2 separate regions of the Urocitellus parryii genome follow, and region 2 is linked to region 1. A link is a contact called in public Hi-C data. All regions are on one chromosome and are shown on one strand. Each heading gives the region's core, a stretch centred on a gene start, on an enhancer-like site or on the middle of the called end of the contact. The rest is flanking DNA. Distances are from core to core; before and after follow the strand shown. Region 1 holds the start of Ube2w (ubiquitin conjugating enzyme E2 W). Region 2 holds the start of Rdh10 (retinol dehydrogenase 10).

Region 1 (5,311 bases), core at 729-3,228:
CTAACCAGGTAACCCTGTTCTCATATCAAATATAATCACAAAGCAGGTGTAGCGGCAATTGCTTATAATCCCAATACTCTAGAGGTTGAGGCAGGAGGATTACAAATTCCAGGTGAGTCCACCCTGGCTAATTTAGATCCTGCCTCAAAATACATTAAAAAGAGCTTGAGACAAACAAAGTTCAAGCAGTAGTGCATTTGCCAGGTTATGGGTTCAATCATCCCTAGGTATCTCACAAGTATATATTTAGATCTTAATTTTCAGTCTTAAATAATGTTTTTATCTTAATACAAATAATGTTCAGCAGGTCATAACAAATAATGTTTTAATCTCAATATAGATAAAAATCTTAAAGCGGTAATACAGCCATCTACTACTGTTCAACTGGTGTTCCACAGTTCCTTTTTAGGCCTCAAATGACGAAACTTCTCTAACATCTCAGGGGAGGTTAGTGTGAAATATAATGTTTCCTGAAATTGTTCTTGTTTTTCTCTGCACCACTTCGTGACATCTCTTCAACTAGTAATGTTTTGCGCAATTTTATTGTTCTTCAGTAAAGGCCAAAGAGAAGCAAAGGTAAAGAGAATATCAAAGAATACGTAGAAATAGGACAGACAACATAAAAGCACAGAAGTAAATATGAAGCAAAAATTATATGTATTGAATAAAAGAGGAAGAAAATGAAGAAAAACACTTTTAGCATAGGGGGAAAATGGAGAGGACAGACACTTGCTTATTCTTCTAAAAACAAAAGCAAGAAAATCCTTTTAGTAAAAATGTATTCTCTTTCTTAAGAGGATGGTATTAAAACTCTAAACGGCATTCAGCTGACACTCCTAAGGAGAGTTGTACCTTCTCTTCTCACGTGCTTCAAATACCGCTAGTCTTATTTGTGAATTAAATGCAGAATAGATAATGCAGGAAAAATTACAACTGTGGTTGCCATCTTTGCCTGAAAAAACAAACTCCCTGGACTGGGGCGCGCGGGGGGGGGGGGGGACGCCGGGGGACAAATTAAGTTGGAAAGCCAGAAGACCAGTCAGGTAGACAACAAACGTCTTCCACCAAATTGAGGTTCCATTTAAAGGTGTGGGGAAGAAGGGCAAAGAGCTACTCCCTTACCGCGACCGCAAGGGTGGGGCATTGTGGGGAAAAAAAAAATCAGAGGGCGAGTTATCTCTAGAGGTTTAAGGGGGCTAGTGACCAACCTCCAGCGCTCGCACCTCAGGTGGCAAATGATGTACGTGGCCTAGGAGTTTATTCGGAAGGCGAGGGGGGGGAGGGCTGCTGCAGGATTGCTCACGAGTGCCGAGGCTAACAGAAGAAGGTACCCACCGGGCAAATGATTAAGAGTCAAAGGGAAGAGAAAGAAGGGGCCGAGCAGTTTGGGAGGACAGGTTTGGAAGGCTGGGCAGAGGCCGCTAAGCGCCTTCTCTGGGAACTCCTTTTCAAGCTCCCCCACACTCAACTCAGCCCCTCGGAGGGCCGCCCCTGCCCGGGCGACAACGGCGAGCGCAGCTGTTTCCGCCGGGCCGGGCACGGCGGAAGAAAAGGCATCCCTGGAGCTGACAGAAAGGCCAGCAGCGGCACTCTAGGAGTGCAGGGCGGCGATTCCAAGACCACCATCGCGGAGCCAACACCAAACTTCGCCCTTTCTTCCTCCTAAGCCTTCTTTATCCCCCAACTTCCCTGCCGGCTGGTGTCCGCTTCGACCGACCGAAACACCGCCCCCCCCCCCGCGCCCTTCCTCTCGCCGCCTCTCACCCCTCCACGACGCCCTGAAGCTAGGAGAAGACCAGTCATTTGGACGGCTCCGGAGCCCGCCCTTGGGTCCCGAAGTCTCAGACGCCGCCCCCGCCCGAACGCTCACACCCTTTCGGCAGCTCCCTCACCCGCCCAGATGCAGCAAACTCTTCTCACCTGCATTGACGCCATGATGGAACCATCCCCCAAAGGCCAGCGAGGCCAGAGACGCAGGGGGCGGAGCTGCCGTGCTCGCGTCACGCCGCGGGGGCCTAACATCCCGGGCGCGGGGGGCGGGGCCTCTGATGGGAAGGGGATGGCGCAAGGGGATTGGCTGACGTGCAAGGGCGCCCGGGGGAGGGGCAGGGGCGCGGCAAAAGGCGCTGTGGGTACCCCGGATCCCAGCCCGCCCCTGGCCCACCCGCTACCCTAGTGAGTTAAGAGTCGCCGCTCCACTTTTGACCCGAACACAGTTAGTTTTTTTGTCTGTACTGCGAGATCCTGATGCGTCTGGATCCATGCGGTTTATTTCTGTTTCATTTTGTTCTTCCAACTGTAAGGTGTGTTTTTCACACCAAGCCCACTTTGATAGTTTTATCCCTCGGGACCAGAAAAAACTTCCGGGGCTTCTTTCTCTTCCACGCGGACTTGGAAACCTCATATTCTTTATTTGGGGAAGAGAGACCCACTTTTCCTTGTACAACGGGATGATAATTGAGAGCAGAACGACACTGGTATTTTAAAGGCGTGGGCTTTTAGATTTGTAGAGCTGAAACTTGTCTGAAAAGAGAGATTTTTAAAGTTTTTCTTTGATTTTTGATTTCCGCTCCCTTATGCCAACGAAACTTCATGTGTATCGTAAATAGGTGTTAATGGCATTCGAAATTTAATAGAGATTTTACTCCAGGCATGGTTTTTTTAAAAAAAATATACCAGCTTCACGTTATAATATACACATATCTTTTATCATATCCAGGTGTCTTCAGCCTTTTTCGTGGTGGGCAGTTTGGTGGTGGAAAGTTTGGTGGCCCACCACAAACTACAGATGAATTTGGGTAGGAAAAGCTGAGCATAGAGAATCCTAAGAATGCACCAGTTCTGCCCACATTTATCAAAAGCCACATTTTTAAAAGCTCTTCCAGGACTGAAGATGTCATTGGTTTATAAAAGGAAGGTGGAAACCAAAATCTTGCACCTCATGTTCTATCTCTTTAAAAAAAAAAAAAATCAAGGTGGCTAACACACTGGGTAGAAGCTTTTACTTTACCAGAAGGAAAGCTTAAAATCTGTCATATCTGCATATCTGTCATTTTATTCATTTGGCTTTCTTTTTAGACATTTCTCTAAGATATAAATATAGGCAATGTAGGATATCATTCTTCACACTCTTAAGATAGATCATTATGTTCTCTGGGAACATCCATAATGTGAAATGTGTTCAAAATGGAAAAAGATCTTTAAAATATGCCAGTTATTCCATGGTATAATATTAGACACACTGTTCTTCCTCACTGGAGAAGTTATATTGGTATACTCTTCCTCTCTGAACTGCAGTCTTTGCCAGAAATGAACTGATTTCCCCCTTTTTGTACACAATGACTGTCCTTGAGGAAATTTGAATGCTTTTGGCAACCAGAAATCAACCAGAAGCATACCAAATGTTAGTCCAGTTGTGTTGTCAACATTACAACAGTGAGTAAAACCCATATATCCCAATGAAAGAGGTAAGATTAGGAAAAAGTTTCTAGATATTTTTTTTTCTTTTAAGGATCCTCATCCCTATGAACTCAGAAAATTGTTCCAGAAGATCAAGCTTACCATCCTAAGAGTCACTTAGCTTAAAAGTTGATTCTACCTAAAGGAGTAAGTGACACCAGATGATCCCACAAACAAAGCATTATGGCATCATCAGAGCAAATAGCCTGCCAAGACAGATGCTAAGAAGAAAGAAAAGTGGTTGCAGGAATTCTGACATTGCTCACAGTAAAACTAATGTTTGGTCCCTTGGGTTTCATATATATTGAAAGGATCTTTATAGGAGGAAAAAGTCAATTATCAGTCATGAATGAAATACTAAACAGCACAAAATTACCTACATTTTTCACTCTTTCTTAAAATATAATAGAGGGGTGGGAATGTAGTCCAATAGTAAAGCACATTCCTAGCATATTCAAGGTCCTGGGCTTGAGCCTCAGCTCCAAAACAAAAATATATAATAGATCCTAGCATACTTGGGAACTAAAATAGTAACTTTTGGATAGTGTAGAGGTATATTATTATGTTAACTAAGCATGAACTGTTATATCTGAAACAGTTGCAAGCTGTAGTGGCACATGCCTTTAATCCAAGGCTGGGGAGGCTGAGGCAGGAGGATTACAAATTCATGACCAGCCTCAGCAACTTAGTGAAACCTTGTCTCAAAATTAAAAATAAAAAGGTCTGGGGATGTAGCTTAGTGGCAAAACACCCCAGGTTCAATCCCCGGTTCCCAAATAAATAAATCACTTGAGCGGGCAACATGAAGACTAGGTTCACATCACATTTCTTTACAGAGTGGGCTTGTGATCAAATAGGCAAATGTTAAAATGTCAGACAATTTCAGAAGTGGAAGAGAAAGTGAATTTCTCACAAACTGTATAGGAGTCACATCGATAGAAATCACTTTGAAAACAGTTCAACAATAATGAGGTTAAAGTTTTCCATATCTTTACAGAATAATCTTAACAGCATCATTTGTGGTAAAAGATTCTTAAATATTAAATGCAATAGGTTAAGTTCTTTTGGATTCTGTTTCAAACTGTAAAAAAGATATTTTTGAGACAACTGGAGAAAAGGAAACAGAATGGATCTTAAATGATACTAATGAATTGTTATGTTATTTTTGATAATGGTATTTTTTGAAATTTCCACAGTAAGACAAGCAGGTTGAGATGAGGCAATTCTTCCTCATTTTACCAAATGCCCCAACTTCCATTTCTAGTAAGAAGTAAAATCAGGACATATATAAGCTGTGTATGTGTCTGAGGAAAGGCCTGAGACATGGAAGACAAAATTAGCCACTGGACTTGATAGTCAAAAGGAGGAAATATGGGAAACTAAGAACACTGAAGGATCCACAGAAGGACCACTGGAAATAAATCCTACTCCATTCACTTCCAAAAAGAAAGAAAGAAACGAACGAACAAATACTGGAGCTGGGTGTGGTAGCACATGCTTAAGATACCAGCTACTTGGGAGGATGAAGCACAAGGATCACAAATTTCAAGCCAGCCTCAGCAATTTAGCGAGACCCTACCTCAAAATAAAAAATAAAAAGGATTAGGGATGTAGCTCAGTGCTAAAGCACTCTCGGGTTCAATCCCCAGTACTGAAAAAACAAAAAGTAAACAAACAAAAACCAATGGGCCATGGGGCAATTGCTGCAATATTGATAATGTAATTTGATTAGTGGATGCTTTTGTTCTAGTGATTCACTAGATTGGAAAGTTAGGAGCAGTTCTCTGAGGATTTCCTTGTAGGAATAGCCCAACTACTCAGGAGACTGAGGCAAGAGGATTACAAGTTTGAA
Region 2 (5,219 bases), core at 1,460-3,959, 510 kb before region 1:
CAGTTTTTACTGCAACTGACAGAAAACTAAAAAAAACTGATCACACATATCCCACAAAAACCAAATATCACTGATGTTTTTCCTCTTTACCCTATAATTCCCACCAACCTGCTTCCTCTCCAACTATTTTTTGGTAAGTACCAGTAAAAGGTCCTGACTTGTGTTATCACCTATCTTTGTTATAGCACCATACTGACTGTACACTTTAACTTCTTTTGAAATCAACTGACAGGACCCTGAACTCCTCCTGATTTAATTAAAGTAGACAGGAGCTTTAGGACAGGGCTTGTAACTAACCCCTTAAAATGACACCCATGCTTTTTTCTAGTCACACCTGAGCATTGTTATTCCCATGTTTTAGATAAGTCCTTCCTGAATTAACAGGAAATTTTACTGAGGCTTCTAAAATTCCCTTTAAACCAGATACAGTAAAAACTGAACTTACCCTCTGATCCTGATAACAAATGCCAATTTGGGTTCTGCAGGTACATAGAAGTTGCCCGCTTTTCTTGCCATTCTAGCCATCCGAATCTCTGTTCTGTACATTTGCCTATATTCCTTGTGGTAATGTTTGGCTTTTTCATAGATTAGCTTCCTCCTTGCCTTTCGAAGCTGAAAAACAATTACCAATTATTCATGATTCTTAACTCCCAAACAATTTGCAATAGCAATTTTTAAAATAATCTTCCCTTGAAATTTTTCTTGCCACAGTACAGTTAACATTCCCAAAAACTACATTAGGAAGCTTCAAGCAATTCCTTGGTACAACAGTGAAGTAAACAAGTCTAGCTAAGAACTTTCACTTCATTCTCCATCCCACATGGACTCCTCTCAAAGCTGAGTGCATCCAAACTTACCATTTTTTGGGCAAACTTCTTCCTCAGGCGCTTTACCTTCAGCTCTGCATAATTCCTTCGCTTTTTCTTAAGAGTTTCTGGCACAGCAGGAACCTTCTTTTTCTTCTCTCTGTCATTAGCATACAAAGAATATTATCAATAGTTCAGAAACCTTTCTGCCTTGCATCACTCCCATGCTGTACTGAGCAAAGTGTTATCACATGGGGCATCAGTGGCTCTTCACCATCACTGGTATCTTAAAGTTACCCTAACATGCTCCAGTCTAACAGAATTTTTAAATTTCCTTCAGTAATTTTCGCCCTCTAACACACATTTCAGATAAACCACAACCGCAAATGTGACATTAACAGAACGAATATTCCAGCTCCAGTCCTGGCCTCCAACAATTATACCTAAGAAAATATACCTAGAAAATATCTACACAAGATGTATCAAAACCTTAAGACTGCTACAAAGACACCTAACTTTCTGCCTAAAGAACCTGGGATTCTCAAAAATAAAAAGGCCAAATTCCACTCTGGTTCAAGTCCCAAGCCACGCATACTGAAAGCAAAGGCCTGTAAGCAAAAACGCCTGGGCCAAGTACTAAGCAAGGATGAATTCAACTCAAGAGGTTTTGTACCGGCCTCGATATACCTCGGTTCCATCGAGGGATGGACCTCTGCCCAACCGGCTTGGATGCACACATAAATTCTGCGCTGGTACCTCGTTCCCGGTACTTCCAAAACCTTCACCCTATGGCCGCCCGCATCCCATCCCAGCCCGGGGTCCCTACTGGTGTCATGGAGCGTCACAAACACACAGATAAGTGGGAAAAGGTAAGAAGTACAACCAGACAGGGAAAAACTGAGACAAATGGCCTATATTTTCGGGGATGGAGAAGGATTCTCGAGAGGACGAGGAGTAACTTACTCGGCACCCTCCATGGTTCCAGCCGGAAAAAGAGGAAGTTGGCGCATGCGCACTGCCCACTTAAAGACGGCGAGAGAAGCCCCACGATTTATAGGCGTCCTAAAATAAGCCGGAAAAGAACTCAGAGCTGAGAGCCCACCTTGAAGTTGCAAAATTAAGAAATGCCCGATTTAGCTTCTTCCAATCAACTTTTGGGGGAAACTTTTGTGGGAAAAGCAAATGCAGTAGTTAGACTTTAATCAATTCAAGTGCAAAGAGTGGTGACACATTGACTGCTCGGGGTCCTAATCCCTAGGTTGCGTTGACAGGATTAGCTCGACTTCCACCTTGTAAATTAACCAAATAACACGCCCCTGGGGAATAAACTACAAACCCCGGCATGCATCACTCCATGGTCCGCTCGACGGGAGGGAGACGCCTGACCAGGGCTGTGGGTGACTACCGGGGTGGTGATTTCAGCCAGGAAAATGAGAGCCTTTGGGATAATGTCCCAAACAGGTAGCAGCGATTCGAAGCCACTTTTGGCCGCTTCTCAACTCTCTGCCACCCGTAGTCAGACTCTGGCACCCGCCTTGCCGCGCTGCCGAGGTCCTTCTCGTTGTCCTCCAGCCTGCAGGGCTGTCTTCCTCAGCGCCTGATCGCAGGCGGGGCAGTCCGAAGTCCCCTGGCTAACGAAAGTGGCAAGACCGGGAAGAGCGAGGACGCGAGGGCCAGGGGATGATGGCCGGGGCTCCGCCGACCGCGCGGCCTGACAGGCGGAGGCAGGGACGACCTACGGCAGGGGGCGTGAGCTGCGAAGGGAGGTGCAATGAGAGCTGGAGACTGCGGCCACGGCCGTGTGAGTGGGGCTGCCCCGCGCGGCTCGGCGGACGACGGGCGGAGGGCTGGGGGCTGGGCCGGGGGCGGGGTGCGCCCGGGGGCGGGGAGGGCCGAGCGGAGGGAGGGCCGAGCCGATGCCGCCGCCGGCTCTTCCCCGTCGCGGGTTATATAGCGCGGAGCGTGGAACCCTCTCACAGCCGGCCGGGAGCGCTCCAACTTGCAAGCGGCGCTGTGCTGCGGAGCCCGGTACCCGAGTGACAGCCGCGGGGAGTGCAGGGCAGGGGGACACGAGACCGCAGGGGCAGCTGCAAGCCGTTGGGCAGCGCTCGCCTGAACCTACCGAGTCCCCTCTTTCCGGCGCTCCGCTGCCCCGCACCCCACTCTCCCACCCTCTCGCAACTTGGGTCAAGTTGACAACTCCTGCGGCAGCCGGCCAGCCGGTGCGGTCTCCACCGCTCATTCCTTCCCCGGGGTGAGAAGGAGCCGCTGCGCCGGCTCCGGGGACGCTCGGGCGGCGGCAGCTTGGCCATGAGGGCAGTGCGCGTCGCCTAACTCACGGCTGTCACCGCCGCTGCAGCGGGACCGGCCGGCAGGACTCTCCGGGACAGGCGGGCGGCCGCCGGCAGGAGGCGCCGAGCCGGGCGGCAGCCGCGGCGGGCACAGCCCGGGGCCACTGCGCGGAGCCCAGCACCGCGCTAGCAGAGAGCGGCGCCGCGCACTGTGGTCCGGCGGGCACCTCGGGGACAGGCGCGGGGTGCAGCCTTCTGGTCGCGGCCGCTCTGACAAGGGCTCCTTTGGTGTGCCTGGCGCGGGGTGGGCGCGGATAGGGGCTCTGGGCTCGCGCGGGCCCCCGGGCGTCGCGATGAACATCGTAGTGGAGTTCTTCGTGGTCACTTTCAAAGTGCTCTGGGCGTTCGTGCTGGCCGCGGCGCGCTGGCTGGTGCGGCCCAAGGAGAAGAGCGTGGCCGGCCAGGTGTGCCTTATCACGGGCGCCGGCAGCGGCCTGGGCCGTCTCTTCGCGCTTGAGTTCGCCCGGCGCCGGGCGCTGCTGGTGCTCTGGGACATCAACACGCAGAGCAACGAGGAGACGGCGGGCATGGTTCGCCACATCTACCGCGACCTGGAGGCAGCTGATGCCGCCGCGCTGCAAGGTAACTCGGACTCATGCCCGAGCATTGTTGGGTAAAACCTCTCCCCTCCGTGCACTCTCCCCTGGAAGGTCCCCAAATCCCACTGTCATGGTCAGCCCCCGCTCTAGAGAAAAAGAATACCCTATCATTCTTTTGGAAAACGAGTGGAATTTACCCCCTAATAAAAGAGAATGATCACCGCACTATTGGAAGGAGGAAAGTGTGCCAAACCCAGCCCTTTAAGGAGGTCCGTCCCTTTGGGGACGACTCTGGTGTTTCCTATGCCCTCTGAGCCTAGGGAAGGCAGAAGGAACTTGTTACCTCAGGATGAATTCCTTAAGAAATGTCTCTTGCTTGCATTCGCATGATGGGAAACAGAAGCGTCTTTGAGAAGTTGTTCCTAGACTGGACTGTATCAGTGTATATGTGTTACTGCGGTCTGAACCCCTTAGAAGAGGGCAGTATTGATGGTTTCGCTATAACTTTAGCCAAAAGAAAATAATTACATTGTTTCGCCTGCGATAAGTAAGTGCTTTAGTTACTACAGACCCCAGCATGACTGAGAGATGACCTGCCTCTTGAGAAAGTTATTGAAGGATTTCAGCTTCATGAATTCATGTAAATTTCTTTCATGTTTCTGGTCACCCCAATCTGCATTTTTTGTATAACCTGAATCTGAGACTTAAGAAGAAGACAATGAAGAAGAAAAAGCCTAAGTGGAAACTGTAACCAAACATAAAATATTGGTCCAGGAAAATTTGATGATTGTTCTTGCTTTTTGACAGAAGTTTTCATTTCCAGGAGAAATATTGAACTATATGAATATTTATTTGAGTGCCACTCTTTCTCTCTGTCCACCATTTGTTACAGACTTCTTGGCACCTGCTTTCTTGATTTAAATTTGGAAATGATGCTAGTGTGAAGGGGTAGCAAATACAGATTGTGTGTGTTCCCTTCCAAAACCCAAAGGATAAGGGTTTCCAGAGAAGAGATTTTGTTTTTAAGCCATTCAAGTTTTTATGTGGCCCATTAATTTATGTTCCACCCCAATAAGAACAAGTCAGGGCCCCTACTTTTTCATGAGAAACTTTAAATTCATTTTTTGCCTATGGATGAATTCAGATTACATCTTTGATTTATGAACTTTAAAGTGAATTTCTATTTTAATGGTGCTCATACTGAATTAAGAGCTATTTCTGGTCAATTTCCCCCAGCTTCCCCTCCCACCCCCCAAAATAGGAATGTGTAATGTGTGTGCATGTTATTCTCTGGGCTGAGATCTGTTCTTTGCAGGTGTCTTTAGCTCCAGCAAGCTGATCCCATGTGGTCTACTTGTTTTGGGCTTGTCACAATTACATGACTTTCCCTTAAGCAAAGTTATCCAGTAAATTGCTGCAATTTCCAAAGACTGGGGGGAGGAAAGCAGCTGTAAGTTCAGTCATTGGCAAGCCTTGTGGTGTCAGAAATTTGAAGCTCACTGTAGTACTTTTGTTTTGTGTGA

The links. A called contact is a pair of places that touch in the nucleus more often than the background predicts.
Region 2: a contact with region 1 is called in a Hi-C map of liver, with 6 times the contacts expected there. The contact joins the promoter of Rdh10 here to the promoter of Ube2w in region 1. A contact is called at or near these places in 2 of 2 Hi-C or Micro-C datasets (liver and muscle).

The regions. Positions count from the first base shown.
Region 1 is chr7:57,807,685-57,812,995 of mUroPar1.hap1, reverse strand. Ube2w (ubiquitin conjugating enzyme E2 W) reads right to left here and starts at 1,978. Exons shown (of 6, transcript XM_026397310.2): 1 at 1,921-1,978. The coding sequence starts at 1,935.
Region 2 is chr7:58,321,090-58,326,308 of mUroPar1.hap1, reverse strand. It overlaps Rdh10 (retinol dehydrogenase 10), which reads left to right and starts at 2,709. Exons shown (of 6, transcript XM_026397308.2): 1 at 2,709-3,739. The coding sequence starts at 3,451. It overlaps Rpl7 (ribosomal protein L7), which reads right to left and starts at 1,868. Exons shown (of 7, transcript XM_026397309.2): 1 at 1,770-1,868; 2 at 858-966; 3 at 446-612. The coding sequence starts at 1,816.